Linked DNA regions of Mus musculus: all the other regions are linked to region 4. The links are chromatin contacts, called in public Hi-C and promoter capture Hi-C maps. All regions are on one chromosome and are shown on one strand. The core of a region is the stretch at or near the end of the contact, and the rest is flanking DNA. Distances in the headings are between cores, read along the strand shown.

The links. Promoter capture Hi-C pulls out the DNA fragments that hold promoters and counts their contacts. A called contact is a pair of places that touch in the nucleus more often than the background predicts. Capture Hi-C pulls out chosen DNA fragments and counts their contacts.
Region 1: a contact with region 4 is called in a promoter capture Hi-C map of liver, with 2.2 times the contacts expected there. The contact joins the promoter of Mau2 here to the promoter of Haus8 in region 4. A contact is called at or near these places in 1 of 484 Hi-C or Micro-C datasets (B cells) and 1 of 9 other capture datasets (liver).
Region 2: a contact with region 4 is called in a Hi-C map of uterus, with 4 times the contacts expected there. The contact joins the promoter of Tssk6 here to the promoter of Haus8 in region 4. A contact is called at or near these places in 3 of 39 promoter capture datasets (hippocampal neurons, liver and pre-B cells) and 1 of 484 Hi-C or Micro-C datasets (uterus).
Region 3: a promoter capture Hi-C map of pre-B cells shows a contact between it and region 4, with 3 times the contacts expected there. The contact joins the promoter of Slc25a42 here to the promoter of Haus8 in region 4. A contact is called at or near these places in 1 of 39 promoter capture datasets (pre-B cells) and 1 of 484 Hi-C or Micro-C datasets (CD4 T cells).

The regions. Positions count from the first base shown.
Region 1 is chr8:70,041,330-70,044,029 of GRCm38.p6, reverse strand. Mau2 (MAU2 sister chromatid cohesion factor) reads left to right here and starts at 1,296. Exons shown (of 19, transcript NM_001376946.1): 1 at 1,296-1,638. The coding sequence starts at 1,345. It overlaps Sugp1 (SURP and G patch domain containing 1), which reads right to left and starts at 1,243. Exons shown (of 14, transcript NM_027481.3): 1 at 950-1,243. The coding sequence starts at 983.
Region 2 is chr8:69,900,863-69,903,562 of GRCm38.p6, reverse strand. It overlaps Tssk6 (testis-specific serine kinase 6), which reads right to left and starts at 1,379. Exons shown (of 1, transcript NM_032004.2): 1 at 45-1,379. The coding sequence starts at 1,255. The coding sequence ends at 434. It overlaps Ndufa13 (NADH:ubiquinone oxidoreductase subunit A13), which reads left to right and starts at 1,543. Exons shown (of 5, transcript NM_001382215.1): 1 at 1,543-1,626; 2 at 1,831-2,021. The coding sequence starts at 1,928.
Region 3 is chr8:70,211,007-70,213,706 of GRCm38.p6, reverse strand. It overlaps Slc25a42 (solute carrier family 25, member 42), which reads left to right and starts at 1,426. Exons shown (of 8, transcript NM_001007570.2): 1 at 1,426-1,479.
Region 4 is chr8:71,271,246-71,273,945 of GRCm38.p6, reverse strand. Haus8 (4HAUS augmin-like complex, subunit 8) reads left to right here and starts at 1,356. Exons shown (of 11, transcript NM_001163042.1): 1 at 1,356-1,662. The coding sequence starts at 1,634. It overlaps Myo9b (myosin IXb), which reads right to left and starts at 1,232. Exons shown (of 40, transcript NM_001142322.1): 1 at 1,117-1,232.

The sequences.
Region 1 (2,700 bases), core at 47-2,546, 1.2 Mb after region 4:
AATGTTGAAAGCAAAACTGACTCCCTAGACACTACCAGAGTTGACACCCCTAATTATTTCCATTTCATTCATAACAATCTCCAAGGAGACAATCCTAGTCCACTCTGAGGCCTATCCAGCCTCTGTGGTGAAACCTCTGCCTTCCTATAGACAGCATCTACTCATATGGAACATCTTGTACTCAAGAAAGACTTTTCATGGAGCCAGAGAGATGGCTCAGAGGTTAAGAGTGCTTGTCACTCTTCCAGAGAATCCAAGCAAACATCCAGGTGGCCTACTATAACTCCAGCTCCAGGTACTCACACACAAAGACATAAAGACAAATGGATTTTTAAAAACTGTTAAGCCTTCCCTGACCTTCAATATATTAGCAGCATCCAACCTCACGTCACGAGAACTAGTTCTTTGCAAAATTTGCTTCCAGGTGCACTGACACGCAAGCTTAGCACAGCGTTTGGCACCCAGCAAGTGTGGAAGCATATGGTGAATGGGCAAATGCATTTCATCCTAGGGGCACAGGGAGAGCTAAACCCGTAACCGTGGGAAACCGCCCTGGCTGACCCAGTGCAGTTCGGAAACGCACATTTCCCACAAGGCAGGACCCAAGCCAAAGGGGACCGGAGGGGCAGGAGGGATGTCCCAGGCTGTCCGCTGTGGATGCCACCGGCCCGAGAGCAGTTTATTGGGAAAGCCCATGCGGTTCCCACCCGGCGCCCAGGCCTTTGAGGGAGACCAGGAGCGCTCCTCAGCCACGGGCGGGGGTTGGGGGGCGAACCCGAGTCTGGGGTCTCGGCAGACCAGAGAAGGGCACACGCAACGTTACTGTAAGTTTCCCTGGGGCTGAGGCGAGAAGTCCGCGTGTCAGGTCCGTGACAGAAAGTAGGGTGAACAGGAGACGTGCAGTCGCGAGAACCCAGGCGGGCGGCGAAGGGAAGTCGGGGGATGTTACCTGCAACATCCCGGTTGTCCATCTTGAGACTCATCCAATCCCACAATGCTCCGGCGCCACCTGAGAAGAGGGAGGCTCTGTTATAGTGCGCTTGGTCTGATGGTAAATGTAGTCCTTCTCCGACAATCTCGTCCAACCCCCTTCTAGGACACCGGGCGTCTTCTCCACAGAAACGCCGGCGTCAGTTCACGAACGTGTATTACTCTCAGTTACGATGATGCAGAGGTATCATCCTCTCCTCAGAGTCTTCCTCAGTCGGAGCCACTTCGAACACACACCATAAGACCCAGAAGTCCTTGCGTAGCAGTTCTCGCGAGAATTGCGGGTCGCCAGGCCCCGCCCCTCAAGGTGCTTCCGCCTCTCTGTGGAGGCGGCTTGTTGTTGTGCGGGCCAAGATGGCGGCACAGGCGGCGGCTGCGGCGCAGGCGGCGGCTGCAGCTCAGGCTGCCGCCGCACAGGCCGCACAGGCCGAGGCAGCCGAGTCGTGGTATCTGGCTCTCCTGGGTTTCGCCGAGCACTTCCGAACATCTAGCCCGCCCAAGATCCGCTTGTGCGTTCATTGCCTGCAGGCCGTGTTCCCCTTCAAGCCGCCTCAGCGGATCGAGGCCCGGACGCACCTGCAGCTCGGCTCGGTGCTTTACCACCACACGAAGAACAGCGAGCAGGCGCGCAGCCACCTGGAGAAGGCGGTGAGTGTGCGGGCCAGGCGGGCGGGCCGCGGGTACCGGGGACTCGATCCTCTCCGCCTCGTCGGGCTTGGGACTTCCGAAGGCCTCGCCCTCACCTGCGGTGACAGACGCGGCTCCGCCACGCCCTCTCACCCGGGAACCGGGAAAGTTGTCCCTCTTCAGCTACTTGGTGCTTGCATCGGGGACCCTCCTAGTCGGGTGGCCGCGGGAACAGGACCCAGAGCGTCAGCCTAGAAGCACCTACCTAAGGAAGAGATGCGAGCTCCCTGACGTGTGAAAGCGAGGTCGCAGGAAATCTGAAAGTCCAGGACTTCTGACAGTCAGGTGTCTAGGTCTGGAGTCCCAGATCCTTGTGGCATGGATATTGGGGAAGGTGAGGCCTTCAGCCTCTTGTTGAACGTTGTTGCCTTGTGAGGACCTGAAGTGCAGAAAGTAGCTTCTAGAGTCACTTGCACCTCGGGGGTCTGGAGGTCAGTCTCACTGTTGGTGGCTTCTTCTCCCACCACGAAATGGTCCATCTTTGAAAGAGTCCCCACTCCGCCTCCAACTTGATTTGTGACGTCTTGGTGCTTCACAGAATTTCAAGAGGTAGCTGTCATTCAGCTTCTCAGTAAGACTTGTTTCTTCTCATGGCAACTGTGTCTCTTCCACACCTCCGCCTCTTTTTTGCCATTTTCCTATCTTTGTTTCCTTGACTATTCAGATGTTTAATGTTCTGACCTGCAGACAGTCTAGTAAATTGCCTTCAGGAGGGGATCAAAATTCTTGTTTCCCACACTGTGCATAGTTAGAGCTTCTAATCCTCACTGAACCAATAAACTTCCTTATTTCAAGAGTGAAACCGTATAGGCTTAGCTAAGTAAAGTGATTTAGCAAAGACCACACTGTGTGAAGTTTGGGTTTTTTGTTTGTTTTTGTGTTGGGGGGGGTTGTCGTGGTCTTACACGATGTAGCAAAGAATTGGTCTCAATTCCCAGCTGTCATCCTTCCTGGCCACCCAAGTACTGAGATTACAGGCATAGTTGCACATACCTGTGATGTACATGTTCAAGGGAGAGGCAA
Region 2 (2,700 bases), core at 130-2,629, 1.4 Mb after region 4:
TTCCCACCCCCTGCTCAGTGACAAGGTTCCACCGCTAACCCCAGTTGCAAGGAAGAGCGAATTTATTGCAGGTTCCAACCTGGAACTTAGCGTGCACGGCTGGCCCACGGTTTCTCTGTAGCATGGCAACCCACCGTGCAACAGCTCATTCTGCGCAGGCGCAATGCTTCTCTCTCTTCTCTTTGCGCCCCTCCCGGGGCCTTCTCGCCAGAAATCGAGGATGCGCATGCGCTCTCCAGCAATCAGTTTGTGCAGGAGGAATCAGAACCCAACAGCAGGCCTCAGAGGGCCGCCGCCGTGGGGGAAGGGGAAGGGACAGGACGCGTGCGCAGTGGCGCGCGGCGACTTCGCGGGTTTCCCGAAGCTCGCCCTTCGCGCGTGCGCCGCCCTGGCTCTGTGCCTGGTGCGGCGGGAACAGCGAGAACCCCGGCTCCTAGCCGGAGTCCCCGGCCCGCAGCCAGCCATTGCGCGCCACCTGGCCCGCCGAGGGCCGGGCAGACGGGCTGAACTGTAGCAGCTCGGCGATCAAGGATTTGCATCGTTCCGACAGTTCGAGGCCGTCAGGGTAGAGCACGCCGCGCTTCTGGCGCCGGGGTAGGCCAGCAATGTCCGAGTCGTCGAAGGGCATGCACCCGGTGACCATGACGTAGAGCACAACGCCCAGGCTCCACACGTCGTATTTCTTAGGGTCGTAGGGGATGCCCAGGAGCACCTCAGGTGACGCATACGCGGCCGAGCCGCAGTAGGTGGTGCTCAGGTCTGGGTAGCCGTGCGCCTGGCGGCCGAAACCGAAATCCGTGATCTTGACGCGGCGCTCGTCAGGGCTTAGCAGCACGTTTTCGCACTTGAGGTCGCGGTGCACCAGGTGGTGGTCGTGCAGGTAGCGCACGGCGCCCGCGATCTGCGAGAAGAGTTCGCGCGCCTGCGACCCCGGGATGCGCCCGTTGCGCTGCACTGCCTGCAGCAGGTCGGTGGCTGCTGCCTCCATCACGATGTACAGCTTCCCATTGCACACTTCGATGAACTCGAAAACGTGTACGATGTGCGGGTGCCGTACTCCCCGCAGGATGGACAGCTCTCGAGGCAGGAACTTGTTGACGAAGTCCGGAGGCGCTCGCCGGCGGTCCACCACCTTGATGGCCACCGTCCCTTTATACTTCTTGGAGGTGGCCACTTTCACCTTGGAGTAGCTGCCCTCACCTATCGTGCGGCCCAGCTTATAGCCAAGTTCGCTCAGGAGTTTGTCGCCCGACATGGTGGCGCCCGGGGCGCGCGGGGAGCAGGAGGCGGCTGCTGTCGGGGGGCGGCCGGACTCCAATCTCGGGCCTAACCCATGGTGCTTGGCACCTGCACCCCCGTGCCCCCATGTGCCCACTCCCAAGGCCCTACAGCCGCGATGACTTTTATTGCCCGGGTAACAATTTCTGCCTTGTGAAGTGACTGCGGGCGTCACTCGGCCTTGGGGCGGGGACCCTCCCTCCCCCGCCCCGCGGGCTCCCTAAACCCTTCTTAGGCTTTGTGACTCAATCGCCCTTAATGGTCAGTTCCTCGTGAGAAGTCACTGGCGAGGAGACTGCCCACTGATGTGGAACAGGACAAGTCCCTCCCTGAAGTGATGGTGCTCAGGTGGGTGGGAACCAGCCTGTTGCCTCGAGCCTGGCTACCATGGCTCACGAAAGAAAGTAGGTGAACTCCCAAGGTTTTTAGTGCAAGAAACACGCCCGAGAGAGCTCTAGATGCAGACCACAGTTACTCCCTGCCTAGGGCCAGAGGGAGGAGGGACTGACTTCCGGATCGCAGCAAGGCTAGCGTAACGCTTCCAAATTATAGGGAACCTCCTGGGTGACGGAACTTCCGCCACACTCAAAATGGTGGTCGCGCGTTGCCTCACTTCCGCTGGTGGCCGGAAGTTGCGGGTCCTGCAAGTATGGCGGCGTCGAAGGTGAAGCAGGACATGCCCCCGCCAGGGGGCTACGGCCCCATCGACTACAAGCGGAACCTGCCCCGCCGGGGACTGTCGGGTCAGTGTCTCAGTGTCGTCCTGTTCGTCGCAGACCAGGCTTTTGTTATGCGGTTAGACGAGAGAGGGCAGCCTGCGGGCTTCAGAGTGCACAGTGTGAGCGGAGGCTGAGTTGGAATCTTGGTTTTCTAGTGCAGCATCCCGGAAGCCAGAATGTTCATGTCCCCTAGTTTCCAGCTGGCTTCCACGGGCCTGGAAACTAAGCCTGCGAGAAGCACTAACCTGGAGTTTGGAGGCTTTTGTTTTGTTTTAGGCTGGCCTCAAACTCCGTAGCAGAGACTGATCTAGAACTCCTGATCTCTTGCCTTCACTTCCGAAGGCTATGCTCATAGGTATGCACCGTTATACGTATTTTTTTTTTAATGTTTTTAAATTTTTTTTTTTTTTTTTTTTTTTTTTTTTTTTTGCAGATAGGGACTTACTATATAGCCCAGGCTGGCCTCAAACTCGTGGCGACCCTGCCTTTGCCAATGGATTGCTGGGATGACAGACAGGTCCACCCAAGGCAAGATGTGTGTTGATTGTAACATAGCATAGAAGGCTAGTCTTAAACTCTAGCCTCCCTAGTGCTGGTTCCTCTTCTGGCATTCTCTGCCCACCCCCAGCCCCCACCCCCACCGGCTTTCGTGGAGCCCAGGCCAGCCTGAAATTATGAACACCCCAACTCTATGCCTTCATAG
Region 3 (2,700 bases), core at 177-2,676, 1.1 Mb after region 4:
CAAAAACAAATAAAACAAATGTATTTTCCCCACTTTCAATGTTGATTGATGTCTGGTTTTTAGGAAGAGACATCCCATGTACACAAGCTTGCTTTAATTAATTGCTTGCTTTAATTTTCTTGGCCATGATTTGGGTCGGTGGTCTTTCTCCTTGAATCTGTAGGATTAACATTTACCCATTGAGCCATCTTGCTGGCTCCTTCTGTTTCCACAAAGGGGTCAGGGAGGCAAGATTGAACCTAAGGATTGCTCTGTCCAAGGCTTGAGCAGACTGAGTAACTCAGGTCACTCCGTTCCCCACTGTCTTACTACCCTTTCTGAGGGGGTTCAGAGCTTCAATATACAAATTGAACAGCTAAAGTGCTCTGTAACCTTGGTCAAAGAGCTTGACCTCTCTGTGTTCCCTTTGACATGTGGTTGTATTTATTGTTTGGTTAATTCACCAGTTACCACAAACACAGGGATGTCATAAGATCTCGTAAAGGATAAAGCTTGGACCCAGAGACGTCACTTTCTGAAAGTCAGATCACGTCAGCAGGATTGCACTTTTGCTTCCCATGTTTTGCACATGAACTCAAGTAGCAGAGGAAGGCTGAGTGATCTGAGTTTCTGCCCTTTGTATCATCGGCAGGGGAACAGTAAAGGAGGGACGGGCTGAGAATTAACCAAGAGTGTTTCAACTGTCAAAGTCTAAATTCAGGAAAGAGTAAAGCTTCTGAGCGCCATGGGAACCTGAGGAGTCTGCGCGGAACATACTAGATCATCCAGGGCAGACAAGATAGTTATGGTCTGTACCTAGCGCGCCCACCCCTGGAAGATGCACCGCCTACAGCTTCTGCGATTGGTCCCAGGACCTGTACATCTTTAGTGTCGCAGTCAATCATCGTTGCCCTCCGGGCTACACCCTCCGATCCTCGAGCTTCGCCCTTGCCCAGCGCGCCAGCTTACTCAGAGCGCTGACCTTGCTCTTCAGCGATTGGCTAAGAGGGCTGTTTCCAGGCCCCGCCCCCTCCCTTCAGTTATTGGCCCAAAGCGTTGCTTGTTTTCTGCAGAATCCAATCCTCGCTTCTGTCTCCTTGTGCCCCGAATTCTCAGAAACCAAGAGCCGCCTTTCCTCTTAGCTCCGCCTATACCCCTTGGCAATTGGCCGGAAGCTCTGCCCATTTTCTGCGGGTTCCAATTCTTGAACGCCCCCCACCAGGCCTCTCCGCCTTGTACCCGGTGTAGAACGCTCAGAAGAACCAGGGCCGCCCCTCCATGTAGCCTCGCCCCTTCCTTTAGCGATTGGTTAAAAAGGATGCCCGTCTGTGCCATGCTTACCAATTCTTGCCGTCTCCAGCGCTGATTGGACAGGGCGTGACCAATGGCGGCAGGGCCTGGGCCCCTCCCGGCCTCGAGCTTAGGGCCCGCGCGAGGCGGGGCTGCAGCGGCTGAGGCGGCTGAGGCAGTAGCGGCAGCAGCGGCGACGCGTCCGGGCAGGTGAGCGCGACCCAAGGAGTGCAGGCGCCAAGGGGCGACGCGGGGTGGCGGGGTTCTCGCGGCCCGGGCTGGGAGGAAGCGCGGCATGGGGCCGTTTCGTTGTGACAGCAGTGTCGCGAGCGTGGAGAGGTGACAGATCCCCTCACACACCCTGTGTTTCGCGCGTCCTCGGGGTCCCCACGGCCAGGCCGAACCCTAATTTCACACCGAGCTGCCCTGAGAGTGACAACCCCTGTGAGGCCAAGGTGGCCGCTTACGCACCCAACATGCGTGCCTCGCAGACCTGATCTTCCTCAGCCCGCTGCGTGTCCTTCCTTTGGAACCCGGGTGGACGCTTCGGGTGCAAGCTTCGGGTGCCACCCGGACGCGGCTGCTACACACGTGCACCTGCGTGCCTCTCCCCGTCCCTGTCGCGCAACCATCGCTTCACTCCCAAAGCAAAGTCCACCTAACTTGTGGTTTTAAATTTTTTATTTTCGTCCCCCGTGTAGTGCGAGTGGTGGCTTGGTTTTGGAAACCGTGTTTCACTGTGTAGAGCCAGCTGGTCTGGAACTCACAGAGATCTCCCTGCCCCTGCCTCCCAAGTGCCAGGATTAAAAGTGTGGGGTACCACCTGGTCTGTTATTGCTTTAACAGGGCTTTTAAATTTATTTCTAGCATTTCATTTTATTGTATTTATTTATTGATTAGTTTTGGAGTCAAAGTCTTGCACTGTAACCCAGGTTGTCCTTGAACTTTTATAAAGAGTGCTTGAGGTCAGGTGAGATGGCTCAGCAAACTGAGTTTTTGGGAACTGCCAAAAGTTGTCCTCTGATCTCTACATGGGCTCTGTGGCACACACGTAAATACACACACACACACACACACACACACACACACCACAATATGTATATGTATATGCATATAAAATCACTTCTTGACACAGCATGATGTTATGAGTCATCTGTGCACTGAACAGGTAGAGGTAGGATCAGAAGTTCAAGGTTACCTTGGCTACACACAGTGAATTTGAGTAGCCTGGTCTGTTTAAGACCTTGTTTCACAAAAAGAAAGGAAAGAAAACTAATGAGCAAACAGTGCATAGACGGGAGTGGAGTTGGTAGAGTGCTTGTTTGAAGTTGGGGGTTCCATTCCTAGCACCAGAGAAACCAGGTGTGGGGGTACACACTTATCATCTCAGCAGGGGGATCTGGAGTTCATGTCCAGCCTGGGCTACTCAGA
Region 4 (2,700 bases), core at 107-2,606:
GGGGGGAGAAAGTGATGCCAATCAAAACCAGGCAGCTCCAAGGCCTTGTAGGAGCAGAGAGGCCGGTGACAATAACTTTATAGTTGCTCATGCCACCTCCAGCCATTCCTTGACACCTTAAGATACTGAAGTCTCAAAGACTAGACAATACCCAACAAGGTAAGGAGATACAACCTGAGGGGCTGCTAGGTGGATGTCTTAAAGTGCTGGAAAATGAGCCAAAGAGGCACAAAAGGACTCCCCTATAAAGCCTTGGGAGTTAGGGTCCCTAGAAAAAGAAGGGAGGGTTTGTTGGCAGCTGTGACTCCACGGGGCTGAGATCTCTGCCACCGCTGAGGTATACATTTCCTGTAAGTCATTTAAAAACAAAAAACAAAAAACAAAAAAACGTTTAAGTCCAAGGATGTGACTCTCTTGAGAGAGTGGCTTCCACCCTACCGGCTCCCTTTCTTCTGAAACGCAGTTCGGGTGTCAGAACCCCACCCCCACCCCGCAACCTCCTCTAGAGTCCAGCTACTCTTTTCTTGAGCAGAAAGTGATGTGCCTATCAAAGCAGAGAGAGAACCCAGAGGGCGCTGGGACTCGCCCTGGCGGATCACCCAGCTGTCCGGGAGTGAAGTCAGGAAGAAGATGAATCAAGAGGGGAAGGCGGGGGCGAGTCTCCAGAGGCTGCACCCCGTCATCTCCCTTTCCTCCTCCTCTCCACTCCTCCGGCCCTCTGAGGAACTGTTTTTGCGTGTCTTTCCAGGCCCACTCTTTTAGACGTTCCAGCCCCAACAGTGGGTTGCCACAGACCGTTTCCCATTCTCTGAGAGCCCGGCGCCTCTCTGACACCCTAGGGCTCAGACCGCGAGTGCAGAAGTCCCTTTCCCTAGCACGGCCCCTCGGCTCCGCCTTCCTGGCCTCCCCCGTTTCCTGAGATCCCCCCAGATGCCACCTTAGCCACGTCCTCTCCTCAGCCGCCGCTGAAAGACGCGGTAAGCCCGCCAGTCTCAACCCCCTCAGCGTCCACGCGTCCCCCAGGCCGCATCCTGCCCTCACGTCCCACGACTTCAGGAGCAACCCGGTGCACAACCCCGGCTCGGGTCTCCACTCACGGCCGCCGCGAGAACTTACCTGGACCTCGGGCCGCTGCGCGCCACCGGTCCCCGGCCAGCCTGCCCGCTGCTCCCGGCCGCCCCGCCCCGAAGCGACCAGCCTCGCCCGCCGCTGCACCGTGCGATTTCACTTCCGGGTTCCGGAGGCGCTGAGTGGGCGGGCGCCAACTCGTCGGAGAGGCGGGGCGACTCGAGGTCCCGCCCCATCTAAAGGCGCGCAGCGAACGCCCTCTGCGGTTGGTGCATTCCAGATGCTAAGTGTTCCACAGCTGAGAGGGGCGGGCGCTATGATAGTCACGCCCCTCCCCAGCAGTATTTTAGCCCGCTCAGGTTGGTGCCGGAAGCCCACACGTCTGAGGGACACCTTGGAGCCACGCCCTTTTTCGGCGCTCTTGGCCAGGCTGAACGAACTGTAGCAAGCTTGGAGCCCGCCCCGCGGCTCGCGTGAAGAGAGCACCCTCCGGCTTCCAGCACTACTCCCTGCCTCCTAGCGGGCGGGACCCTGAGACGCTTGCCTTTGAGTGGAAGGCGGGAGAATGGCGGATTCCTCAGAACGGGACGCAGGGTGAGTTGGGATCTCAGAAGGGCGGAATTTAGGGGCTCCTGTGGGTTGGCCAAAGACCAGATCCTGGGCTCACAGGCAGCGGAGCTGGAGAACTGGGATCTTATGAGCCAATGCCCGAATCTCTCCCAGACCAGAAGCCCAGGCTCTGAGCCGCTTCGGTGCGTGCTGGGGAGCTGGGGTCCCAGATGCAGTTCAGAATTGGGGTTGTGCGTGGACTTTGGTGGACATTCTCTCTTTTTCCCCTTGGAGACAGTGGTGTTTTTTGTTTTTTGTTTTGTGTGTGTGTGTGTGTGTGTGTGTGTGTGTGTGTGTGTGTGTATGTGTGTAGCTGATCCGGAGCTCTGTAGACCAGTCTGGCCTTGAATTCACAGAAATCTGCCTGCCAAGTGCTGGGTTCAAAGGCATGTGCCACCACCACCTAGCCTTCCTTTTTTTAAAGGAAAAACGTGACCCTACATGGTAGCACGACTTTAGTCCCAGCACAGACCTTTTCCTAGGCCTCAGGAGCTCTAGGGTTGCTTGTCGCACTCCCCTTTAGCCCTGACTCACTACACCCATGGGTGTTTGCTTAAGAGTCTGAAGGATGAGGGTCACGGGCTATTGTGACTGTATACAGCAAAGGACACTCTGTGAAGGTCAAGTGGGTGAAACAAAGGCTCTTGCCACCAAGCCTCATGATCTTATTTTGATCCATGGGTTTCATATGGTGAAAGTAGATAACTGATGTACTGGCCAGTTTTGTGTCAACTTGACACAGGCTGGAGTTATCACAGAGAAAGGAGCTTCAGTTAGGGAAATGCCTCCATGAGATCCAGCTGTAAGGCATTTTCTCAATTAGGGTCAAGGGAGGAGGTCCCCTTGTGGGTGGTGCCATCTCTGGGATGGTAGTCTTGGGTTCTATAAGAGAGCAGGCTGAGCAAGCCAGGGGAAGCAAGCCAGTAAGGAACATCCCTCCGTGGCCTCTGCATCAGTTCCTGCTTCCTGACCTGCTTGAGTTCCAGTCCTGACTTCCTTTGGTGATGAACAGCAATGTGGAAG